Regions from separate parts of the Xenopus laevis genome. Here region 1 is linked to region 2. A link is a contact called in public Hi-C data. All regions are on one chromosome and are shown on one strand. Each heading gives the region's core, a stretch centred on a gene start, on an enhancer-like site or on the middle of the called end of the contact. The rest is flanking DNA. Distances are from core to core; before and after follow the strand shown.

What was found. Hi-C and Micro-C count contacts between places; a contact is called where the count stands out from the background.
Region 1: a contact with region 2 is called in a Hi-C map of the XL177 cell line, with 3 times the contacts expected there. The contact joins the enhancer-like site here to the promoter of rhou.L in region 2. A contact is called at or near these places in 2 of 4 Hi-C or Micro-C datasets (the XL177 cell line and the XTC cell line).

What each region holds. Positions count from the first base shown.
Region 1 is chr8L:70,103,492-70,108,287 of Xenopus_laevis_v10.1, forward strand. No RefSeq gene overlaps it. Among protein-coding and RNA genes, the nearest start is that of rab4b.L, 16 kb to the right of the region's middle. Within about 2 kb of position 2,365, at least 1 of the 7 cell types and tissues checked has an H3K27ac peak or open chromatin away from gene starts, as enhancers often do.
Region 2 is chr8L:70,054,205-70,059,365 of Xenopus_laevis_v10.1, forward strand. It overlaps rhou.L (ras homolog family member U L homeolog), which reads left to right and starts at 3,723. Exons shown (of 3, transcript NM_001094470.1): 1 at 3,723-3,985; 2 at 5,110-5,161. The coding sequence starts at 3,766.

The DNA of each region.
Region 1 (4,796 bases), core at 1,115-3,614, 48 kb after region 2:
TTGGACATGCCTGCATTAAAGTCAATGGGCGTTTTTTCTTATGGCAGACTTTTGTCATAATACATTAAAGTCAATGGGCGTTTTTTCTTATGGCAGACTTTTGTCATAATACATTAAAGTCAATGGGCGTTTTTTCTTATGCTTTCTTTTTTGTCCAAATGCATTAAAGTCAATGGGCATTTTTTTATCCTATTGGCATTTTTTCTTGGCTAATTTAGTTCCGTGAACAAATTCGCACATGGTGAAATTCAGAATTTCAAAGTGAATCCATGGCTGGCGAATAAATTCGCTCATCACTAAAAGTGACTAGTAATCTGCTAATTGGTTTCCCCAAAATGGAGGGGGAATACTATGGGCACGTATATTGAGCAGCATTCTTTTTGCTTATTGTGTTTATTAAGCTACATTCTTGTGTTCTCCAGTTTTAAGGGGCACATTTATAAAAATGTGAGATTATGACTCACCACAGAAAATTCATTCACTTTCTATTCACTCCTATAGGATTTTTAGAATCATATTTATCAATGGGTGAAAGTTAGTTGACCTCTAATCTTACATTTTTATAAATGTGCCCCTATAGGTAGTTAATCTGGTAAATACAGCATACAGCACAGCAATGTCTGGCAATTGATTTAAAATAGAATAAATATTATCTTTTTTTTACCTCTGACTTTGGAGACTAGGGCAAATGCCCACTTAGCCTAGCCTTAAAACCTCCCCTATTGCTATAAGCCAACAAGGCAAACTTTCCCAGACAAGTGGTATCTTGCAACTCATTACACAAGCAATAAGTAAAAATAAGCCAAGGCCTTCAATTTCTCCCTGCCTGGAGTTCAACCCCCACAAAGCCATTACACTTATAGCTTCCTCCTCAGGGAAGTAATTCAGCTAATATTTACCGAAAATAACAAAGGGAGATTCTGGTATTACTCAGTTAGGTGCATCTCATGTGTACAGATCACTGCAACGGGGATGAAAGAAACAATTTACCGGTAGTAGGGCACTTCAACTAAAAAACCATAACCATTGGTCATGTATACAATGCATATAGTGTTTTATCAAAAAGTGAAGTTAGAGATCTCCACAGTTCGCAGAGTGAAATACCGCCTCTCTCCATTCATTTCTATGGGATTTTTAAAGGCATACTTATCAATGGGTGATAGTGAAAGTTCAACATTTAATAAATACGCCTTTAAAAATTCCATAGAAATGAATTGAGAGAGGCGATATTTCACTCTGCGGACTGTGGAGATCTCTAACTTCACTCTTTGATAAATATACCCCTAAGTGTCTTTGGCACTCTGAATTATCCTACCCATTATGTAAAGTATACTACCAAGGATAATACTCCAGCATGACTAAGGGGGTTATTTACTAAGCTCTGAATACCGAAATTCCCTGAAATCCGAAAACTGTGTGAATTTTGTTTTTATAATAGGCTTTAAAAAAAAAATCACGAATTTATAAAAACATGGCATCTCAAACCTGTTGAGGTTGCATAAAAGTCAATGGGAATGGGAAAAGTCCCATTGATTTTTGTTGTGTCGGGGGTTTCGGGCAATTTCACGATGATTTTGGAGCTTTCAAGTAAAAACTCTGAAAAATTCTTAGTTTTCGGGGAAAATTAATGGAAAAATCATGAAAATCTGAGCTTTTCCCGAAAAAGTAATTTTCGGGAAAATGTAATAATAAATAAGCGTTAAAAACCCGAGTGGGTTAGATCGGAGTTTGTAGCAGCCGATACTGAGATAAATTCGGACCTTGATAAATAACCCCCTAAGTATTGTACCTATAGCTATGCATAAAATTGACAGGGACCTGCTTTATTGTGTGTCTCTAACATTGGTTACGTAATGTTTTACTAAAACTGTGTACATTAATTATATTTTGCTGTATATATATTTATTTGTATGTATTAAAATATTTGTCCCCCTATATGTACAATTACTGTATTGTTAAAATGTATACAGTCCTGATTTTATAATAGCATTATAAAGATATAAATGTACACGCAAACACAAATGGAATCTAAAACAACCATAAATTACTAAAATGGCTAAAAGTTCAGTTTTCCATTAGAGGGCCTTATTAGAGTGTGTTACTTATTCCTTCAGCTATTAGTGTCACATGTATAACTAAAGTCATCTGTTTAACACAATTCCTGTAACATAAAGGGAACAGGTAGTAATTAACTATTTTTAGCCAGATGAACAACATGTGTTCACTACTCACAACAAACGTTTTGACCTTACAGTCTAATAAAAGAAAATGAACAAAGCACAGACCTACCAGGACATTAACTACAGAGGGAGCAGACCATGAAGCTGTGGCGTCGGGGAGGGGGGGTTCAAGACATGAGGATCGTTGTAAGCATGGGCCATGTGCATGGAGGATTATCATTGCTTTTCCCGAGAGCACAAATATTTCTTGCTGAGGGCCCAAAGACTTCAAATATGCTAATGAGCCCTTTGTCTAAATTCTAGTGAAAACGTCAACCACTATCTAGGGGAGACCAAAGTAAGATTGACTGGAGCCCATTCTCTAACAAAGGTGTTGAGGTCTAACCTAGTGTAGTTAGACAATGAAAGCAACTAGCTGATTGGTTGCAGTGGTGTCTACACTAGTGTGAATTACCCCAACTTATTTTATAAAAAGTCACAGGATAATATGGGATGATTTGCATGCCCCTCCTTCTTGGTAAAATGTCTGGAAATGATTATTTTTTAAATTTTCAGAGTCCCCCTTGACCTAGACATGCTGTAAAAAAGTGGATATACATGTGATTCACCATTTCTATTTTTTCCTTCAACAAACACTGCTTTCTCCCTCTTTCAAGTAGGTTTGACAGATAATGATGTATATCCTGTATACTGTAAATAATTATATCAAGAGAAAATAATCTTGTACATTACATATAAAGCTATGCTTAAACTTACGCAAAAACTGCATGCATGTGGGCATGGGAGGCCCCTTATTTTAAAAATTTGTACAGGCCCTAAAGTTTCTGATGGTGCCCTGTATGTACATTTCCATGATGTGGTGAATACAATGGAAATGTACATACAGGGCTCATACAATGGCGAATGTCCTTGTAACTAGAAACAGTTCCCTTATAATGTTAGTAACATGCTCTAAATAGGATAATTTCTATGATTTATCTATGAGCAGATGCTAACCCTAAATGAGGTAATGCTTTGCTACGACTTATGGCTGTCTAGGGCTGTCAGCTCAGATGACTCACTTGTCTTGATCCTTGCTACCTTTAAATCTGATGTAACGAAGGTCTGTATAGGGAACAGGAGGTAAGCTGGCTTCATTCTACCATATATACAGTGGGCCTGAATGTATCCTCAAAGAACCTTAAGCTGGCGGGGTTTAGGCATCCCACGCATGAGCACACCTCAGGCATTTTAAGTTTAATCAGAGGATTAGAGATTTTCTCCTTTTAATAACTCACCTGCATTTCAAGAGGAATCCCTTTAAGTTTTCCGTTCCTCACATTAATTTGTATACAATATCTTCATACTCCCCACATTAGTGAGGGCAAAGAGGCACAGACTGCTATCCCAACAACAGTATCCAGGCAGCTTTATGTTTATGCAAAATGCATACTTCTGTAGCCAAAGACATCTCTAGCATGCATTTATGCATTTATGTACCCACCTACTTCTGTGATGAAACAAACTAGTTTAATACTCCTTCTAATGATTTTCAGCTGCCATCTTTTTCCAGTTTAATACTCCTTCTAATGATTTTCAGCTGCCATCTTTTTCAGGGGTCAGCCATGTGATTCAACAAAATAATGTTGCAGCTCATACACTGGCATACACGGTTCATCTGCAGACTAGATTTTTCAAAACAATATTCACTGTATATGGATATAGGCCAACCCACAATATGTGTAATGAAAATTCTACAGAACATGCCATTGGTACATGCATTGCCATATTGGAATCTACATTTGCAGAAGTGCTGGAGACACTAAATGACTGAATTTGTATGAGCTAATTCTGTATCAATCACAGCGCTTCACTTGATTGATCTAGGTACTTACTTTTCTATGCTACATAGAGACCTAAAATGCAAACCTGATGGGAACTTATGTGGACAGGAAGTATCTAGTGGTTAATAATTAAATTGTAAGGGGAAAGTTTGGGAAGTGGGGAAAGTGAAGTCTGTATCAGAAATCAGAGGAAATTGCTAGTCGACCTTTATTTTATATTAAATAATTTAAATTTTAAATGGATAATATGGATATTTGTTTAAGATTATTTATTTGTGCTTACATACATTGTAATTTATGTAATCCACTGCTCTAGAATAGAACATATAGGCTGCAGACATGTTGAAGAAATTCTTCTTAAAGAGGGATAAAACAATTTCAGACACGAACCAAGTCCTAAACAAATTTGTTCCGGAGGCGATTACTGACAGGTTTTATTTTGGCTCATGCTGGATGTCAATGGTGGTGCTTGTTTTGTGTGATGTTAACAACAAAGTTCATTCTGTCATGAATTGTGCTTTGTGTTATGTTAATGAACAACACTGTTTTGTGTGATCGTATAGACAAGGTTTGTTTGCTGTTGTCTTTCAGATTGTTTTTTAAAGTAGTTGGTTTTGTGTAAAAATATTGAAGGTGCTGGCTTTGTCTCACTGTATTAGTGGTGATGTAGAAGTGTGCAAAGAGAATAACAAAAATCTTGTTTAGGCTTTCGTTCTGGCTTTAAGGGAAAAGGTACTACTTGGTAGGGACATGGCATCACTAACACACACAAACACTGTAATGAACACAAAGT
Region 2 (5,161 bases), core at 2,473-4,972:
GAATATATTTGTGCTAATAAACCAGCAGGTTCTTGTTGCATAGGTGGCCAAAGGGAAAATAAAGGAGTAATTTGATTGCCTTCACCCATGACTTCCATATTCAAGGGTTAAAACAGAGGCATGTGGATATATTTTGCTTTAAGAAGGCTATGGCTGGAATGTGGGAGTAAACCCACACAAGGTCTAACATAGAAATTCCTTGGAGACAGCACCCAGGTTACAACTGAACCAGTGGTGTAACTAAATATTACCGGGCCCCACAGAAAATTATATATCAGGCCCCAAAATGTCTAGAGGTTGCCCAGTTTTACCAATATTTATTAAAATTACATATTTTGAATTAGGGCCTCATGGGGCCCCTATACCTCCTGAGCCCTCCTGCAGCCGCAGGGTCTGCTCCTCTGTAGTTACACCACTCAACTGAACCCAGGACCTCAGTACTGCAAGCCAGCCACTGAACCGCCGCACAACCCATTATATAATTAGTAGCAGCATACTGCAGACCTTACAGAGACTGCAAACAGCCATGATGATTTATCCTGCTGTGTGTCAGTGGATGAAGGCGGTGTGTGGGCATGTATGTGGATAACATACAAGGGAGATGACATCATCTGTTACCTGAGGGGAACACAACTCATATGGTGAACTAACTATACCAGAGTGACAGCTAGGCAAGCTCATGCTTGTTGCTTGAAATGTGAGGGCTTATAAGTATCATTGCTCACTGTCAGTTCTGAAAGGAGGATCCACAGGATCTAGAATGGGGTGTGACGACTGTAGCCGTTCAGCTATTGTCACACTACAACTCCCAGCATGCCTAGACAGTCCTTCAGCTGAAACTGTCATTCAATAGCAGCTGAAAATGCTCAGGTGGAACATCCATACACTAAACCTACTGATTTGCTATTTAATGGCAAAATAAAGTGACAGTTTTCAGATCTACATCCCTTTCAGTTTAAACGGTAGCACTACAGTATAGGTATGGGAGCTTTTATACTGAATGATTGTAAATTGAGCTTTTCCACATTGCATCTTTCTATACTGAGCACCAAAGGAAAACTACCCCCAAAATTAATATTTAACATCAGATAGTTTATATCATATTAAGTGGCCTATTACCAACCTGGAATATAGATATCAGTAAATATTGCCCTTTTACATATTTTCCCTTGAGCCACCATTTTATGATATTCTCTGTGCTGCCTCAGAGATCACCTGACCAGAAATAACACAGCTCTAACTGTAATAGGAAGAAGCGTGGAAGCAAAAGACAGAATGTTGTCCATTAATTTGATCATATGACCTAACATGTATGTGTGTCCTTGGTTTATTTGGGTGCACCATGAATCGTAGGATCCCAGGGGGTGGCCCTTTGTTCTTAAAATGGCAGTTTTCTATTTAGGATGACACCTACTATTAAAAATGTATATTTTTATGAAAATGATTCATGTACATGAAGCAGGGTTTTACAGATGATCTGTTTTATTCAATATATTATAGAGACCTACATTGTTTGTGGGTATGGTTTTCCTTTAAAGGAGAAGGAAAGGGTATACTTAAATAGCCTTCTAACAAAAGTCTTTTGCGCATAGAACTTACTGAGAGTTTGCAAATTTTCTTCCCTGGTCTGATGTGTAAGCAGCAATGCTCTCCTTAGACTGCATTGTGTGACGTCGCTCTTTTCAAAGCCATCTTCCGCTCGGCTTGATGCGCATAGGCATAATTTATTTGTAGTGCGCATGTCCTTGGGGCGTCGCGCTCCGGGGTAAACTGTTTTATTTTGGGGCGCATGCGCATTAAGAAGAAAGAAGTAGCCGTCGCAACCTTACTAATATGGCGCCTGCCTGGCTATATATGCGAACAAGGACATCGATTTTACAAGATTTGACTGACATATGAGCATTTTTAGAATAGAGTTTCAGGAGGTCTGGGGGAGTACAATTAAAGGAGAAAGGTATAGTTTTTTTCCTTTCCTTCTCCTTTAAGACTACAGCTTCCACTTATTTCAACAGTGCCAACTTTAGGACACAGTATCACACAACTATTCACAGTGCCTGCAGGCCCAGGTGCCATGCTTTTTATTGTGCAGGTAGGAAGTTGTTTGTGTCTCTGTGTAGTAAAAATGCCAAGGCCTATTTTGAATCCCAGTCTGAACCTGTGGCACACCAGAAGTCAGTTTATTGCCCCTTCTTTTCTACTGGTGCTTGTGGCAAACGTATGCTCCAATGGGGCTTGTATGTTTCTATAGCTCTTGTGCTATACCAGGATATTGGATTCGGGGGATAGTACTGCTTAAATACTGGAATTGTACCAGTATACCTCTAAAAAAAGTCCTTTCAAAGTGATTATAGTTTTGCCATCAGCATGAAAGTTCTGTCTTGCTATTACCAAGAATATTAAAACTCACTAAAAATAAATAAATATAAATTGCTTCTTTAAACAAGATACTATGGGGAACGGCATTCCTGTTGTAGGAGCTTTCTGGATAATGGGTTTGTGGAAGTTAAAACCCCTCTACAGGGAAGGATTTAAGTCTTTATCTTTATATAGCTGGCCATAGATGCAAAGATCCGATCGTACAAATCCTCGATTCTTACGATATTTGGACCGTGTGTGGCGAGTCCCGACATTTTTCGTCCCACTGAGTCGTTTGGTCGATTGGACAGGTTAAAAGATTTCTGTCGGCTGCGGGTAATTTCTCTGTATGTATTGCCAATCGTACGATTTTCAGAGGGAGAATGTCACTAGTCGAACATAACTTTCATACAATTGCTGTCAGGGGCAGAACATCGGCTGATCTGTTCTTTTGTACTTGATTTGATCGGAATGGTTAGTGGCAGGTCGGGAGATGGGAAGTCCGATCGTTGGAGGATTCTCGAGCGTCTATGGCCAACTTAAGCACTATATTAGACTATATTAGACTGCTTGCTGTGCCAAGCAAACTGACTGTGTGACCCTGAAGCAGCTGCTACCCACATCACAAATGCACAAATCAAGACAGAATCCTTTATCAATTCAGATTAAAGAAACACAACAACGTACGAGCAGCTCATGAAATTGCAACATAAGATGCCATAGGTCACTTGGTTTATTGACTTTTCTGTTTCAAACCAATGGTTCTTGGGTATGTTTCCACGGCCTTTCCTGTCACACGCCTGGGTTCACACTACATAAAATCATTCCAACAATTCTCAGTGTTACTCCAGGGCGCCTGGTTCTATGGATCTTGCCCATACTCAACACCCTGCACTTCAGCCTGACAGAAAGTTGTGCAGAGGGAAGGCCCGCCCCATCCATGCGCCTCTCCCCTGATGCTTTGCCGGGGGGCACTGCTGTACAAGAGAGGGACGCTGCAGCCATACTTCCACTCGCTTGCCAGGAGGTGTGTTTACTTTGCCTGCGTATATCTCTCGCCCGGACGTGTCAGGAAAGATGTCTACTCGTACGAGGGAGGTGGCTAAGGCAGGGGGCGGGGACTCCAGCGCAATTCATTCCTACAGTTCTAGCGTCCTGCAAGGGGATTTTACATTTGTGTAATGGGCGGAGAACTCCCAACTCTATTCCCCGAGTCCCATAACGGGAAAACCCACCCCTCAGTCCTAATTGGTCCCGCCCCCATCCCTATTCTCTGCGCTTCCCAGCAGGGTTGTGCCTTGTGTGGAGAGGAGGGGGGTTCTGCGGATTTAAAGAAGTGACTTCACCTCTGAGCAGGAAACGTTACAGATCTCCCTTGGTTAATGCAGACGGCTCCCATCTGATGAAGACATGCCCCCTCAAGAACTTTCCGTGGATTACACTTCCCACTTTGCACCCCCTGTGCCACCCCACAAGCCCAAACCAGTGGCAGCGTCCTGCGGCCAGGAGCGGATCCTGAAATGCGTGCTGCTCGGAGATGGGGCGGTTGGCAAGACCAGCCTTCTAGTGAGTTACACTACTAACGGCTACCCGACCCGCTACATCCCTACGGCTTTCGATGATTTCTCAGGTAGGTTTCTGTCTTTCCGCGTGCCCCGCACACCCCCACCTCAATGGTTTGCTTCGTGGGTGTCCCACCTGCGTCCCTGGCTGCAATTCCCAGAATTCCCCGGGTGGGTTTAAGCATTGCTGTTAGTGGGGGGCGCAACATCCCTTGGCTTTTCTTTATGGAACTACAATGAGCCGTGCGCTTCTCTTCTGTCCCTGTCTGCGCATTATTTTATATCACCGTCTGACCACATGTAATAACAGCTACAATGTCTATGTCTCTATGTATTCTCCAGTACAATACATTCCTGGGCCCCCCACAAGTCATAGGCTTTGCCTTCTCTCTAGTTACACCCCTGCTTTGTACTCCTTCTGACTTTACAAGGGTTAAGCTCCCCCAGACATCTGTAACTATTTAACTAAATACGGGAATTACTTTCTACCAACCCTGGCCTTTGCCTTAGTGAGTGCGTCATTGTGCTACAGTCGCACAGACAGGCGTTTGTGTATAGCCGAGGGGCAGTGTTCCTTATCCTGTGCATAATCCGTATTCATTATGTAACCGTCCCTTATATATTGAGTGATGGTGCTTTCTGTAGCTTTTGATTTGTGCTATGTGCTTCTAACCCCCATAGACTGATATTTGTCACCAGTGTTGAACTACAACTCACTAGCTTCTTGGAAGTCTTTGGGAGCTTACAGCCATACTTTGAAGACAGTTAAACCCTAACCTGACTGCCAACTTGTTTTGTTTTGCAAATGTTCGTAGCTGGCCTTTAGCGATTTTATAAATGATAAATTAAAAAGACATTGCTGGGTTGAGAGCTGTCCTTTAGCTCAAAGACTTGTTGCTTTCAAACAGTTAATGCAGAGATCAAAGCTCGATTGTTCTCCGCTTTCTCCTCCCCTTTGAATCCGTTCTATGGAAAACAAATAGTGATATTTTTTCCTTCATTGGCTCCGCTGTGGTGGTAAATATTAACTCTGTAGAGAGCCATTTCAGTCTCCAGATCAGGAAGCACCTTACACACTAGATGATATATTATGGACTGACTGAAAATAGGATATATTTACATTTCTGTTAAACAATATCATGTTGCTGTAAGAGAGGAGCTGAACTAACTTTTTCTTTCTTTTTTTCTGCAGCCCTGGTGCAGGTCGAAAATACTCCTGTGAAACTTCAGCTCTGTGATACAGC